Linked DNA regions of Mus musculus: all the other regions are linked to region 1. A link is a contact called in public Hi-C and HiChIP or PLAC-seq data. All regions are on one chromosome and are shown on one strand. The core of a region is the stretch at or near the end of the contact, and the rest is flanking DNA. Distances in the headings are between cores, read along the strand shown.

Region 1 (4,135 bases), core at 794-3,293:
GACATGCGCTGGCTAGGGCTTGGGTTTGTCGATTTCATACATGTTGATTCATGTGGAACCTGTAACTGAGCAAATGCCTCCATCAGATTGGCTTAAAGGCAAGACTGAAACATTTTCTTGATTAATGGTTGATGTGGGAGGACCCAGGGCACTATGGGTAATGCCAATCTTGGGCAGGTGATCCTGGGTTGTATAAAAATGGAGGCTGAGCAAGCCATGAGGAGCAAGGTCATTCCTCTATGGCCTCTGCCTCCAGGTTCCTTCCCTGACTTCACTCAATGACGGCATGCCGCCTGGGTTTTCCTTCACAGGCTGCTTTTGGTCCCCAGCCAAGCACATCTCTGTAGCTTGCTCTGTCCCCTTCAATCCTTCATACGTGTTCCATGACCAACCTCACCTACTCTAGGGGTCCCTCCTGCTTCTTTCCATCCCTTCCTTGTAGGACAGAAAGAAAGAGAAATGGGGAGGTGGGGAAGGGGAGAAGAGATCAGGAAGGCAAGAAGACTATAGGGATCGTGGCTGGTCTTGATAGCTAGCGACCTGTGAAGGACAGAGGCCTGGCCAGAGAGGTGTGCTGGACATCCTTAGACACTAAAGTTTCGTGGTAAGGAAACCAAATGCTGGCCAGTATGAATACGTCGGGTCAGAGCCAGGAGTGAGCACTCTCTTAGGTGAGGACCAGTGTGAAGGTAAGTAGGCCTCAGATAGAGCCACAGGAACATTTGGTTTCTTCCATTCAGTTAGGAAGGATGACTGCATGGAGCTGTGAGTCACGCCATGTTACACTGGCTGCAAAGGGAAGAGAAAGAACCACAGAGGGTATCTACAACCAGCTATGGTGGGGAACCCACCAGGGACCAAGCCACCTCTCCAGCCATGCCTTAGAGATTAAGGATGAGCGTTGAGAAGAGGGCACGGGGCAACTCTGTGGACTCCAGGTTAAGATGGGGACGAGGGTTGACTGCTGGCCACTGGATTTGGGGAAGATAAGTTTGTGCTAACCTTGGCAAGTTTGGATGCAGGGCAGAATTGGAGTAAAGAATAAAGAGGAGACCATGGTAATCTTCTGAAAGGAAGATGACCTCACATTGGCCTCCAACATGGGCTTGACTCTAGGGGAGTCTCTGGAATGTTATATGCCATCTTAAAGAGGGCACTTCACCTCTTCCCCCCCTCCCCCCACCCCCGTGACAGGGTTTCTCTGTGTATCTTTGGCAGTCCTGGAACTCACTCTGTAGACCAGGTTGGCCTTGAACTCAGAAATCCACCTGCCTCTGCCTCCCAAGTGCTGGGATTAAAGGCACCACTGCCAGGCTCACCTCTTCTCTTCTGACTTTGCTCTTCTATGACCCAGGGTGTGTGTGTGTAATGCTTTGTGCCTTAGGGTTATCTGAGACTCAGCATAGTTCCACAGTATATGCTAGTAGTCATCAAAAGATCTAGGAGAAGAGAACATTAAAAATGCTTTTCCAATTTTTCCAGTGCTGCTGGACAATCAACACCGTTCCTGTTTACACCTGACAGGTGAAGCTGGAAGCCACAAAGGTCAGAGACAGGCCCAGGACTCTGGCGAGTGGGATGGAGTTCCATTTGGATAGTGATGGGGCCTGGACCCTGGTGGGGTGCCTATAAAGTAGAAAGACAGTCTTCTGGAGGGAAGTTCACGAGTCCCTAGCAGAGTGATGGGAGGTGTTACCTTGGTTCCTAATGACTTTCTACTTGGTTCCATGCACTTGCCAAGGCTGGTGATATGTTCCACTTCTTGCTATCCAACCACTCTATGCACTTTCCTGTTTGTTTAAACCAGTCAGGTATTTTTTTTTTTTTTTCCTTTTAGGTAACACGACCTTTTCCTGTCTGTCTTAGCCTGATTTTGCTTCTTGGACAAAATACACAGCTATTTACTTGGCTCATGATTTTGGTAGCGGGAAGACCTAAGGAGCATAGCGTTTATGTGTGCTGAGTGTCCTACTGGCTGTGTCATAATGGGGGGTGGGGGGGGAGCATCACACAGCAGCCGGTACAAGAGGGTGTGGCTCTATGGACAGAGAAGAAGCCAGACAGCGGGGAGGCTGGCTTCATCCTTTCCAGGATGCCTAGGAAGAACCAATCAATACCTGGGAGACGATACATCTCCTTTCCACGTTACACGGGGACTAAAATTTCATTCCAGAAACTTCTGGGGTGCAGACACCTTCCAAAGCACAGTCCACAGGACAACTCCTGTACCTTCTTAAGCCTAGGACACCGTTAGGATATGTTTGAACCTGACTTTGGATATACTAAAACATGTGGCAATATGTTAAATACAGGGTAAGCTAGGCAGGAAGTTTTCTACTACAGATATTTCATACAATCTTAATTATTCTTGTGGTCAAGAATCAATTTATCCCTGGCCTATAAACTCAGCCAGAGAAGGTCAGAGTTCAGAGAGCACAGACAGACCTTCTGAACCTGTCACTTTGACATGTCTACCACCAGAGGTCAGCACCCCTCATGTCACAGCCAACAAACCGGCAGGCTGACTCTGCAGAGGCTCACTTTTAAAAGCCCCGAGATTCTAGGGAGAAGGAAAGGCTTCATAGGCTCTCAGTGCCTCCCTGGATTCTCCATCCTCATGAAAATTTAATACCACATAGAAACTGTGCACCTGTTCATGTATGGTGACGCCACGGAGGGCCAGACTGCTGCAGTGCCCAAGGTGTGCCATCTCCACAGAGAACCCATCTTCACTCCCTTTAGGCAATTCCCTCCCACCAGGTAAGAATAGTGGGCACAGTTTTTTGTTTGTTTTCTTTCCCCCTTTTTTTTTTTTTTTTTTTTTTTTTTTTTTTTTTTTTTTGGTACACTGGTTATTGGATGCTCTGGAGTCTGACTTCCAAGGAGGAATGGAAAGCAAGCAAGTGGTTACCAAGCGCCAGGCCTGTGTTTGGCAGATACAACCCATAGTGATAGCAATACTAAAACAAAGCTTCAGGAGCTCTGTGGATTGATTACCCAAGGAAAGGCAGCCAAGTCTTCACACGCCAGGGCCTGAGCTCCGAGATGTTTTACTTTCCCAGAGTGGTCCCTGCTCGCTCTGGTGCTCGCGATTTCTCTCTCACACGCTCTGTGTGTGTGTGTGCGCGCGCGCACATTCATGTAAGCATGCATGTTTGGGTGCATGTATGGGTAAGGGCCAGAGGTGGCTACTGGATGTCTTTTTCCATTGCTCTCCACCTTAGTTTTTGAGATAGGCTCTTACAGTGAATCTTGGCAATTCATCTCGTCTGGTTGGCCAGTAAGCTCCAGAGATCTGCCTGTCTACGCTTCCCCAGTGTGCAGGGATTACAAACCTATATTACCATGATTATATATTACCAGATTTTTATATGTGGGTGCTGGGGATTGAGTTTAGATCTGCATTTTTTGCTGTCTAGTTTTTTGTTTTGTTTTTTGTTTTTTTTTTTTTTTTTTTTTTTTTGGCTACCTGACACCAGCTGGAGTTACCTGGGAAGAGGGAACCTAAATTGAGAAAATACCTCTATCATACTGGCCTTTAGGCAAGTCTGTGGGGGTATTTTCTCAGTTAGTGATAAATGTGGGAGGGCCAGCCTGCTGTGGGTGGAGCCTTTTCTGGGCCCCTGCCTGTATCCTTGCTTCTCAGGTGATACAAGAAAGCAGGCAGAGCGAGTCATGGGGAGCAAGCCAGTAAGTGGCATCATTCCATGGCCTCTGCCTCAGCTCCCGCATCCAGGCTCCTGCCCTGACTTTCCTTCATGATGAACTACAAGCTGTGGGGTGAGAGATCCTTTCTCCCTAAGTTGCTTTTGGTCATGGGGTTTGTTACAGAGGCAGGAAGCAAACTACAACACCACGCTGGAGCAGCAAACGTAACCATGTGAGCTATCACGCACCAGCTCCTTCCTTATTTCTGATCACCCTGGACTCAGTTAGCCCGGCTTCCCACAGTAAGACTGTGTGAGTGAGGTCTGGAATCTGCCCATGGAGAACCGTGAGGGCGGGAGGGAACCCAGGGTGCTGGTGTTGGGACAGATGACGAAGGTGAGGAGAAACCAATCAGCAAGGGCAGATGGGGAACACCACTGCCGCAAGTCACCTTAACCCTGAACCTCTCTACAGGTCTAGACTGTGG
Region 2 (4,135 bases), core at 506-3,005, 630 kb after region 1:
TTCTTTCTTTCTCTTCCTTTCCTTTCCTTCCTTCCTTCTTTTTCTTTTCCTCTTTCTCTCTCTCTTTCTCTCTCTCTCTCTCTCTCTCTCTCTCTCTCTCTCTCTCTCTCTCTCTCTCTCTCTCTCTCTTTCTTTTTTTGAGACTGGGTTGCATTAGCCCTAGCTGGAATGAAACTCACTATGTAGACCAGGCTGGCCTCAAACAGCAATTTGCCTGCCTCTGCCTCCCTGCTGCTAGGATTAAAAGCATGCACCACCACACTCAGCTAGTGACCTCATTTTAGCCAGTTACCTCCTTAGAGATCCTGTATCCAAATACTCTAATATCCGGAGGTTAGCTTTTGAACAAGTTGAGTTTAGGGAGAAGGCACAAATCTCTCCATAATTGGATGTGATGGGCTGGTAGGAAGGTGGCTTACTAAAGACATGTAAGTTGTTGCCCTTACTTACAAAGCTGGACTTTGGCTGCCAGATAGGAACCTGCCCTGAGAGAGTGAAGAAGGGCTCTGGAGAGATGAGTTCTCTGGAACTTTTGGCTGATTGACTACAAGTCCTGTAGGACTGAGGTGGAACGGAGGAAGGGAAAAGAGGCTTCTCTCTGGACTTAGGCTGGAGTCTACTAGCAGCTTGGAAGACACAGAACCTAGCAGAACTAACATGTATGTGCTCTTATAGAAGAGACAATATTCCTTTTAGAATGAAAAAAAAAAAAAAAAAAGAAAGAAAGGAAAGGAAAGGACATGACTGTCCCAGGTATGGTGGAGGAGAAAATATAGTATAGATAAAAAGGAAAACACAGCCAGAGGTAGATACATCTGGGCAAGCCCAGAGTGGTCATGACCCTGAGCCAAATAGGGAGAGGGGGAGGGGAAGGGAGAGGGGCTCAAGTGCAGAGTACCAAGGTACAAAAAGGGGCAGGTAACCAAAGGTATCTGGATTATATAGGGAAAAACCTCTGGGAGAAGGGCAGCCCAGCCCCTAGTCTGGAAAGTTTATGATAGGGGCTGAGGTATGCCAGCCATACTGTGGAACAGGTGGGGACTGAGGAATGCTGGGAGAACCTGGAGGCCAGGTCCACTTTGATAGTTAAATAGGCACCTCAGCCGATTGTCCCAGGTTTGAAGTTTAACACTTTTATATAGTTGTTTGGTTTTGGCTGTTTTGTTGTTGTTGTTGTTGTTTTTTGAAGCCTGTGTTTAGAATGTAGACCAAGCTGGCCTTTAGCTAGCAGAGGTTTGGTTACAATCCCCCCTCCCCCCAAATACTGGAATTAAAAAGGCGCCTGCCACCACAGCTTATATAGGACTGTTTTAAATGAGAATGTTAAATAGGGGGCTTGGGCACTGGCTCAGAAAAGAGCTCTTGCTGCTCTTTTTTTCAGATCTGGTTCCCCACCCCCACAGTAGTTAGCTCACAATTGTAACTCCATCTCCAGAGGAACCCATGCTGTCTTTTGGCCTCCAAGAGACCCCCACCCTAATCTCTCCCATACACATATAGACACATAAATAAAAGTAAGTGTGGAAAAAAAAAAGATTAGGAAGGCAGGAAATGTATCTACGAGCTGGACATGTTGAGCTTGTACTTAGAGCCTGACTCCTCTCAGACATTTTCCAGGAATTTCACAAACAGGACTATCAGCTTTTGCTTACAGTAAAAATACCTGAACTTGATTGAGCAGGGCTTGTGACCTGGGGTGTGACCTTATCAGCAGGGACCCACCCTATGACCTCATCTTAGGTCTTCAGCCACCACCCAAATCCAGGGCTCTAGCCACTGTGAAGCCTACAGCCACCCTTGGGTGCTTCTCACTCGTCCTCTGGCACAACCCTTTCTAACCCCACCCCTGCTCCCCGGGTTAAGCTTGTATTAAACTCCTCACCTGCAAGTACACCCGTGCTCGGCACCCCCACACTGCTCCTGAGTCTCTCTGCAGTGAAGTCCACAGAATGGCAGCTTCACGTGAAAAGAGAGAACTCTACGCACTCAGGCACTGCTGGGGAGGTGGAGCTAGCTCTTGCCCTCCCTACTGTTAAGAAAAGGATCAAGGATGTGGTGACTCACACCTGTCATCCCAGCACAGGGAACCTAAGCAGGAAGGCAATCTCAAGTGTAAGGCCAGCCATAGCTAGAGGAACACCCTGCCTCAAATAAATAAATACAAGTAAATAAAAAATTGGCGGGTAAAATTTCTGTGCCTTTAACTCCGGTTGAGTCAGGAGGATCAGACGTTCAAGGTCATCTTTGAGGCCACCTCGGGGTTAAATCAGACACTACATCAAACAACAAAGAAAGTAGCATGAAGGAGGTTGAAGGATTTTCCTACATGTTTCCTTTTCCGAAACACTAGGGATGGCACTAAGGGACTGGCACAGCTAGGCTGGTGCTCTCAGACTGAGCCACACAGCCAGTCATGGCAGCATACAGTTTGTCAGTCTCCAGTACTCAGCAGGCAAAGGCAGGTGAATCCGTGAGTCCTAGGGCAGCCCATGCCAAGTTGTAGCAAGACCCTGTCTCAAATATAATGCAATAAAGTAATAAAATATTAACAAAACCAAAACCTTGTTTGGTATTCTTTGCCATGAGGAGGTCTCTAGTCTGTCTCATCCTCCATCCTGGTCTCTGCATAGCAGCCACATCTGGTAAATGTTGGGGTTCAGGAATCGCCGCACAAACCATATGAACACTGATCTCAGTTAAGCAAGAATAGTTTATTGAATGCACATCTTAATACTGGTCAGACCAGGAACAAAGCTCAGAATTATCCGAACTACGACAATAGATAGTTTTTTCTGTTAGCTTATAAAGGAAAAAAAACCCCACCAGGTCAGCTGTGACTCAAGCCATTTTAGACATAACAGTTCATATTGACCTTTAACTTGATGGGTCCTACGTGAAGCTTGTGGGATTTCCTAAGAGTAATAAACCTCATAAAACATAAAATAACAGGGATGTGGTCAGCATGAGTTAAGCTGTGACTTTTTTGTGTTGTTGACTAGCAGGCAACAATATGAAATAAATGGAAGACATGGAATAGCATTGCTACAGCTGTGTGGGGGTGGGGTTCAGACCATAGCAGTAAACTCTCAACAGCATACCTGTTCTGCTGTGTGTGTTCAGTGGTCAGAGGACAACTTGTGGGAGTCAGTTCTCGTCTACCTTTCATGTGTCTCAGAGATAAAACTCAGGTCTTCAGGCTCCGGAGCAGGTACCTCCTTAGCCATCTCAATGGCCACAGACTCTTTGCTCCATGTCATCTTAAATATTTCTTCATCCACTGGTCATGGTGGATTTTAAGCATTTGGAAGGCAAAGGTGAGAGGACCTCTGTGACTTTAAGGCTAGCCTGGTCTATTCAATGAGATCCTGTCTTAAAACTAACAACAAATCAAAACCCTTCACATCATTTCCTGTGTGAAGGAATGGTGCCCTATCGTGCCTGGCTAAGGTTGGCCCCACTGCCAGGCTCCATCTGGGCACTTTGCCCACAGCTCTGGCCATGCCCTTGTCTCCCAATTCAATTCATCTCATTTGTCTTCCCTTTGTAAAGCAAGGCCTGACCCACAGAGACCCACAGAGACAGAGAAGCTTCGCTTTACAAAGCTGTGCCCATTTCTGTGAGTGAAAGGGTCTGAGGACCATTTACTAAGTTAGACCTGTAGAAATCGTTCCTAACCCAGACCAGATAACTAACCTGCCAGGTCAGTGAGCTGATGCTATAGAGTTGACTGTTTATGCTAAACAGGTTCATATTGGACAGAGAAGAGAACCCACTAAATAATTGGCTGACAACAAGGGGAACAGCTTGGAGAAGACCAGCTAAGTCTGGGTTCCTCAGAGATGGCTGGGAACTTGGATGTAGGAAGTGTTTTCTCCACGGGCAGATCATGGACCACTTTCCACACGTGGATGATTTTCTCAAGCAGGACGAGACAGACATCAAGAACTAGGGGCAAGTAGGAGGACACAGTGAGGGCTGGGGATGGGGAGGAAGAGACAGCAAGGACTAAGGTGAGAAGGACATGGTACCTTGGGTGTATCCCCTGCACCAAAGGGGAAAAGTTATAAGATGATCCTCCAGCATTCTCCCCTGGATATTTCTCGAGCTTAGGTGGAGATCCAGATGCTAAAAAAAA
Region 3 (4,135 bases), core at 472-2,971, 550 kb before region 1:
AGCCTAAGGTGTCCAGAGTACCCACCACCCACAGGAGAAAAGTGAGCCCCCCCCCCCCAGACTAGGAGAAGAGAACAAAGTTCCTTTGAAGGCAAGTCCCACTCTACCCCACCACTTGACTGAAGGCCTAAAATACAGATCCTGGCGAGACCTCACAAGCCCTGTAGTTTATCACCTTGTTCACAAATGTGGAAACTGAGGCTTTGAGTAGGAAGAGTCACTCAAGGTCATCTGGCAGTCAGTGGCAGAGGCGGGGCCAGAAGCCAAGCCTCTAGGACCCAGTCCAAGATCTTCTCAGATTCTGCCCCTGCCTACCTAACTGGTAGGAAAAGAAAGCCCGAGCAAGGGCCTGCCCCCTGCCCTTAGGCCTGCACCACCTCTTCGGGATCATCCTGTTCTCTGTCTAGGGACAATGCTGCCCATCCAACTGAGCCCTCCCTCCCAACACAGTAAAGCACACATTGTCCTGTGTGCACAGGGTCACAGGCAAGGAATGTCACCCTCCTGCTCCAGGGGCCCTTTGCAGTCACACACTCTGTGGCACATGCAGCCTTGAGGACAGGCACACCAACACCAAACATTCACCTAGCCTAGGACACATTTCTGGAAGTCTCCCTTGCCAGGTCCGAATAAGGGGAGTTGTAGTCACCCAAACCCAAAGGGGCTTGGGGTACCATCCCCAGCAGGAAAGTCCACCACACTGGAACTCCATGGCCAGCCTGTTCGCCCCAAAGCCAGCTTCAGGTGTGCAGCAGCCTCTCAGCACAGGGCCCACAATCTTGGGGACTTGCCGGAGACGCCTCTCCACGGCCCATGCAGACTCGAATTCATTAGTGACACAGGGATTTGACCATATACTTGTCACACACTCAAGAGCAGATTTGGTCACTAATCCTACACCTCTAGTTTTAGTCTGTCACATACAACACAGCCAAGACTGGAACGCGCAGTGTACTTTTAGGGACCAACAGCTTAGGTCATAAACAGTCTTAGGACAGCACACACACACAATCTCATCAACTCTGGACATTTAGAGTTGGAAACACCTACACATCTCATCCCACCTCCCTTTCCTGCACATTCCTGGTGTCATACTCACTCTCCGACCCCTAGCTGCAACACTAGGCCCCTTGGTCCTATGCCAGTGGTCCCTGGCACCAAGCCTTGTCCCCTTGGCTCCTGGCGTAAGTCTCAGGGCCCACCAGCCCCTACTGACTCACATTTTTGCACTGCACACGGCCCGGGCACGCCCCCCCAGCCACACTCAGCAGAACTGGACCCACCCCCCCAGACCCCCTCCCCGCCTTGCCCCCTCCCCCACTCACTCTGGCCCTCAAACTTGCGGATGATGGTGTCGAGGAAGGTGTTCTGCGGCGCGACGTGGCCCCTCCGCACCGGCATCCTGAGCCCATGGGCGGGCCGGGCGGGCCCCCACCCACCCTGGCCCGGCCCGGCCCAGCACTAGGCTTCGGGTGGCCTGGCCGGGCCGTGGTCTCCGCACCCCGCGGCCAAGCTGAGTGCGGGCGGGGCCGGAACTGGACCGAGGGCGCGGGATTCCCGCTCTGCTTAGTGGCTGCCGGCTCCGGACCCTGGGCCGGGCCTGAAGCTGCTGGAGCTGCGGCGCCGGCACACCTGTCTGTCGACCCGGGCTGGTGGTGCCACGGGCCCGGCTGCACCTCGTCCCCGCGCCGCGCTCCGCCCGCTCCAGCGCCGGGCTCCCGGCTCACGCCTGCCCGCCGCCGCCGCGCCGACAGCCGCTCCAGCGCCCGCGGCTCGGGCAGCGCCTGCGGCTTGGTCCGGCGGCTGAAGGGTTAATGCGGCGCGCGCCCCTCCGGCTCCGGCCCCCGCCTCCCGGCCCCCTCCTGTCGCCGCGCGCCGGCAGCACCGCCCTCTCCCCGCCACCCCGAGCGCCCGCCCTTCTTATTGGCTGAGCCGCGCCGAGCGCTCCCGGAGTCCCAACCCCTCGCTCCGCTACCGCGCCCCCGGGACTCGCGCTCCGCCGAGAGGGGGAAGGGACCTTTAAGTAGGGGAACGGTGAGGACAGGTGCGATGGTCGGTTTGGAGGTGACCAGGGAGAAGGGCATATCGCCCCCTCCCAGACTCAGGACTGAGAAACCCGATTTGATGGGGACAGGACCAACCCTTTATCTCCTGCTTCCCTGCTGCGCCTAGGGCAGGCTGAGTACCCACAGCTCGATGTCGGAATGTGCTGTGGGTGACGGGGTTGAGTGAGGCCTAGGCTCTGAGATGAGCCGCCCTAGGACCAGGGGACAGCCAGAAAATGGGAAGAACAGGGAATGTGGAAGCTGTAAAATTTTGAGACAAGGGTGGGTGAGCCGTAAGAGAGGCACGCCTCCCCTGTCTCCAGGGAGTTATAACCTCTCGGTGGTTATTCGAATCTCTCCATGGATGACACGTACAAAGAGACCGACAGCAGTTGCGGCCTTTTAGCTGTAAGAGCAAAGCGAGGCCCTTCCTTGAGTGCGAGGTCCCAGCCAGGGGATCCCCGTGAGCTAGAGGCCTTCCCTCCCTCTGCTGAAGGAACCTCATAGGCCCAATAGGAGGGCTTGGGGCCCCCCGAGGCGGCCCGGGCGGCCCAGCCCCCTCGGAAAACCCTGGCCTTGCCTTGGGCCCCTCCCCCTGCCAGCTGGCTCGCTCCAGCAGCAGCTCCCTTATTTAGGCAAAGAGGTCTGAGGATGCTCAAGGGCAGGCAGGGTGTCCACCAGCCGCCTGCCCACTGCCTGCCCACCGCCTGTTGGGGCCTGAGTAGGGGGCTTCGGGCGGCTGAGGTGTCCTTGATTTGAGCAGCTCAGCGACGCCTGGGGCAGGGCAAGGCCGAGAGGCGAGTGTTGACAGCTGAGCAGGCCTGCTGTGGGGAGGAGCCAGGCAGCTGGAGTTGAGGCGGCCTTGAATCCCCTCCCCTGCCTGCAACCCGGATCAGAGGCCTGTCTAGATGGATGGGGCCATGTGGGGGTTCCTGAGGGCTTGCAGCTGCCTCTGTCCTTGCAGCAAGGGGCTGGGTCTTGTCACCAGCGGGAACCTTCATTGGATGGGGGAGAGGGGGCGACGGACGGCGCAAGAAAGGTCGCCATGAGACCACGCCAGCCAGACTCTTACCTTACTCTTACTCCAGGAGCAAAATCCTGAAAACACTAAGGCCAAACAGGGCCCCTGGCCAGGAGGTGACACTCTTTTTTATTTGCTAGTGGGTGGGCAGTGACTCAGGGAGGCAGCCGGTGGGAGAGAAGGAGGTGGCTCCACCAGCTGATGCTAAAAAAGTCCAGAGACTCCTGCCTGCACAGTCATCCCTCAGACCCTTTCCACCAACAGCGTCTTCCTCATACACACAGGATGCCCAACTTGTAACTTAGCCTGAGAGGCCTCAGCGCCTCTGGGCTCATGGCTGCTCTGGCCCCGGAACACCCGGCCTGTGTGAGTGAAGAGTCCTCCTTTCTAAGCCTGGGGACTGAAAGTGAGAAAAAGTGAGAGTGGGCACGGAGAGCAAGATCCAAAGGAAGAAACCTCTATGGCCTCCTTCTAGACCGAGGCTTCAGGAAAGATTGGTCCCAAAAGGAGGGGACTCCTCGTCTGACTGGCCAGCAGTCCTTACCACTGGGAGCCACTTGCTGAGGAAGTCTTTTGGTCTTACTATCCCAGAGGGAAAACACAAGGTCACCGAGGCCCATTATCTGCCAGTAAAAGGAGAAACCAGATACACAGTAACTCTCCTAAGAGCTGCTTGCTTGCTAAAGAAAGCTCTCTCTCTCCTCTCTCCTACACACACACACACACACACACACACACACACACACACACACACCACTACCACCAGCAGCAGCAACAAGCAACACTTAGAGAAAGGTGTGTGTCAAAGCCAATGGCAGATTCTTACTTCTTAGGAAGCTCAGAGGGTTCCTGAAGGCTGGCTTGCAGACAAGCTCTCCTCAAGGCATTTCTGGGGTTCTGGTACCAGGCATTAAGAGACCACCTTATATAGAAGACCCTCTGGTCTATCTTGTCCCAACCTCCCAATTCCAGGTGCAGACAAACCTAATCTCCAGAGCAACCACACTCTGCCCCACCCCCACAGCAGGCCCCAAGGGTCATCCCACAGCAGAGCTCTCCCCCACCCTGC

The links. Hi-C and Micro-C count contacts between places; a contact is called where the count stands out from the background. HiChIP or PLAC-seq counts read pairs in DNA pulled down with a chosen protein or histone mark.
Region 2: an HNF4G HiChIP or PLAC-seq map of pancreatic cancer cells shows a contact between it and region 1. The contact joins the enhancer-like site here to the promoter of Prkag2os1 in region 1. A contact is called at or near these places in 2 of 39 promoter capture datasets (liver and pre-B cells), 2 of 484 Hi-C or Micro-C datasets (both in embryonic stem cells) and 2 of 115 datasets of contacts at active chromatin or transcription factors (memory CD8 T cells and pancreatic cancer cells).
Region 3: a Hi-C map of CD4 T cells shows a contact between it and region 1, with 3 times the contacts expected there. The contact joins the promoter of Kcnh2 here to the promoter of Prkag2os1 in region 1. A contact is called at or near these places in 2 of 484 Hi-C or Micro-C datasets (CD4 T cells and embryonic stem cells) and 1 of 115 datasets of contacts at active chromatin or transcription factors (memory CD8 T cells).

The regions. Positions count from the first base shown.
Region 1 is chr5:24,900,526-24,904,660 of GRCm38.p6, forward strand. It overlaps Prkag2os1 (protein kinase, AMP-activated, gamma 2 non-catalytic subunit, opposite strand 1), which reads left to right and starts at 2,044. Exons shown (of 7, transcript NR_040684.1): 1 at 2,044-2,313; 2 at 2,640-2,760; 3 at 3,832-3,960; 4 at 4,123-4,135. The region is part of intron 5 of Prkag2 (protein kinase, AMP-activated, gamma 2 non-catalytic subunit); the gene reads right to left.
Region 2 is chr5:25,535,271-25,539,405 of GRCm38.p6, forward strand. No RefSeq gene overlaps it. Among named protein-coding and RNA genes, the nearest start is that of 1700096K18Rik, 7.3 kb to the left of the region's middle. Within about 2 kb of position 1,756, at least 52 of the 459 cell types and tissues checked have an H3K27ac peak or open chromatin away from gene starts, as enhancers often do. A contact at or near this core is called in embryonic stem cells and pancreatic cancer cells, where this site is marked.
Region 3 is chr5:24,349,883-24,354,017 of GRCm38.p6, forward strand. Kcnh2 (potassium voltage-gated channel, subfamily H (eag-related), member 2) reads right to left here and starts at 1,722. Exons shown (of 15, transcript NM_013569.2): 1 at 1,326-1,722. The coding sequence starts at 1,401.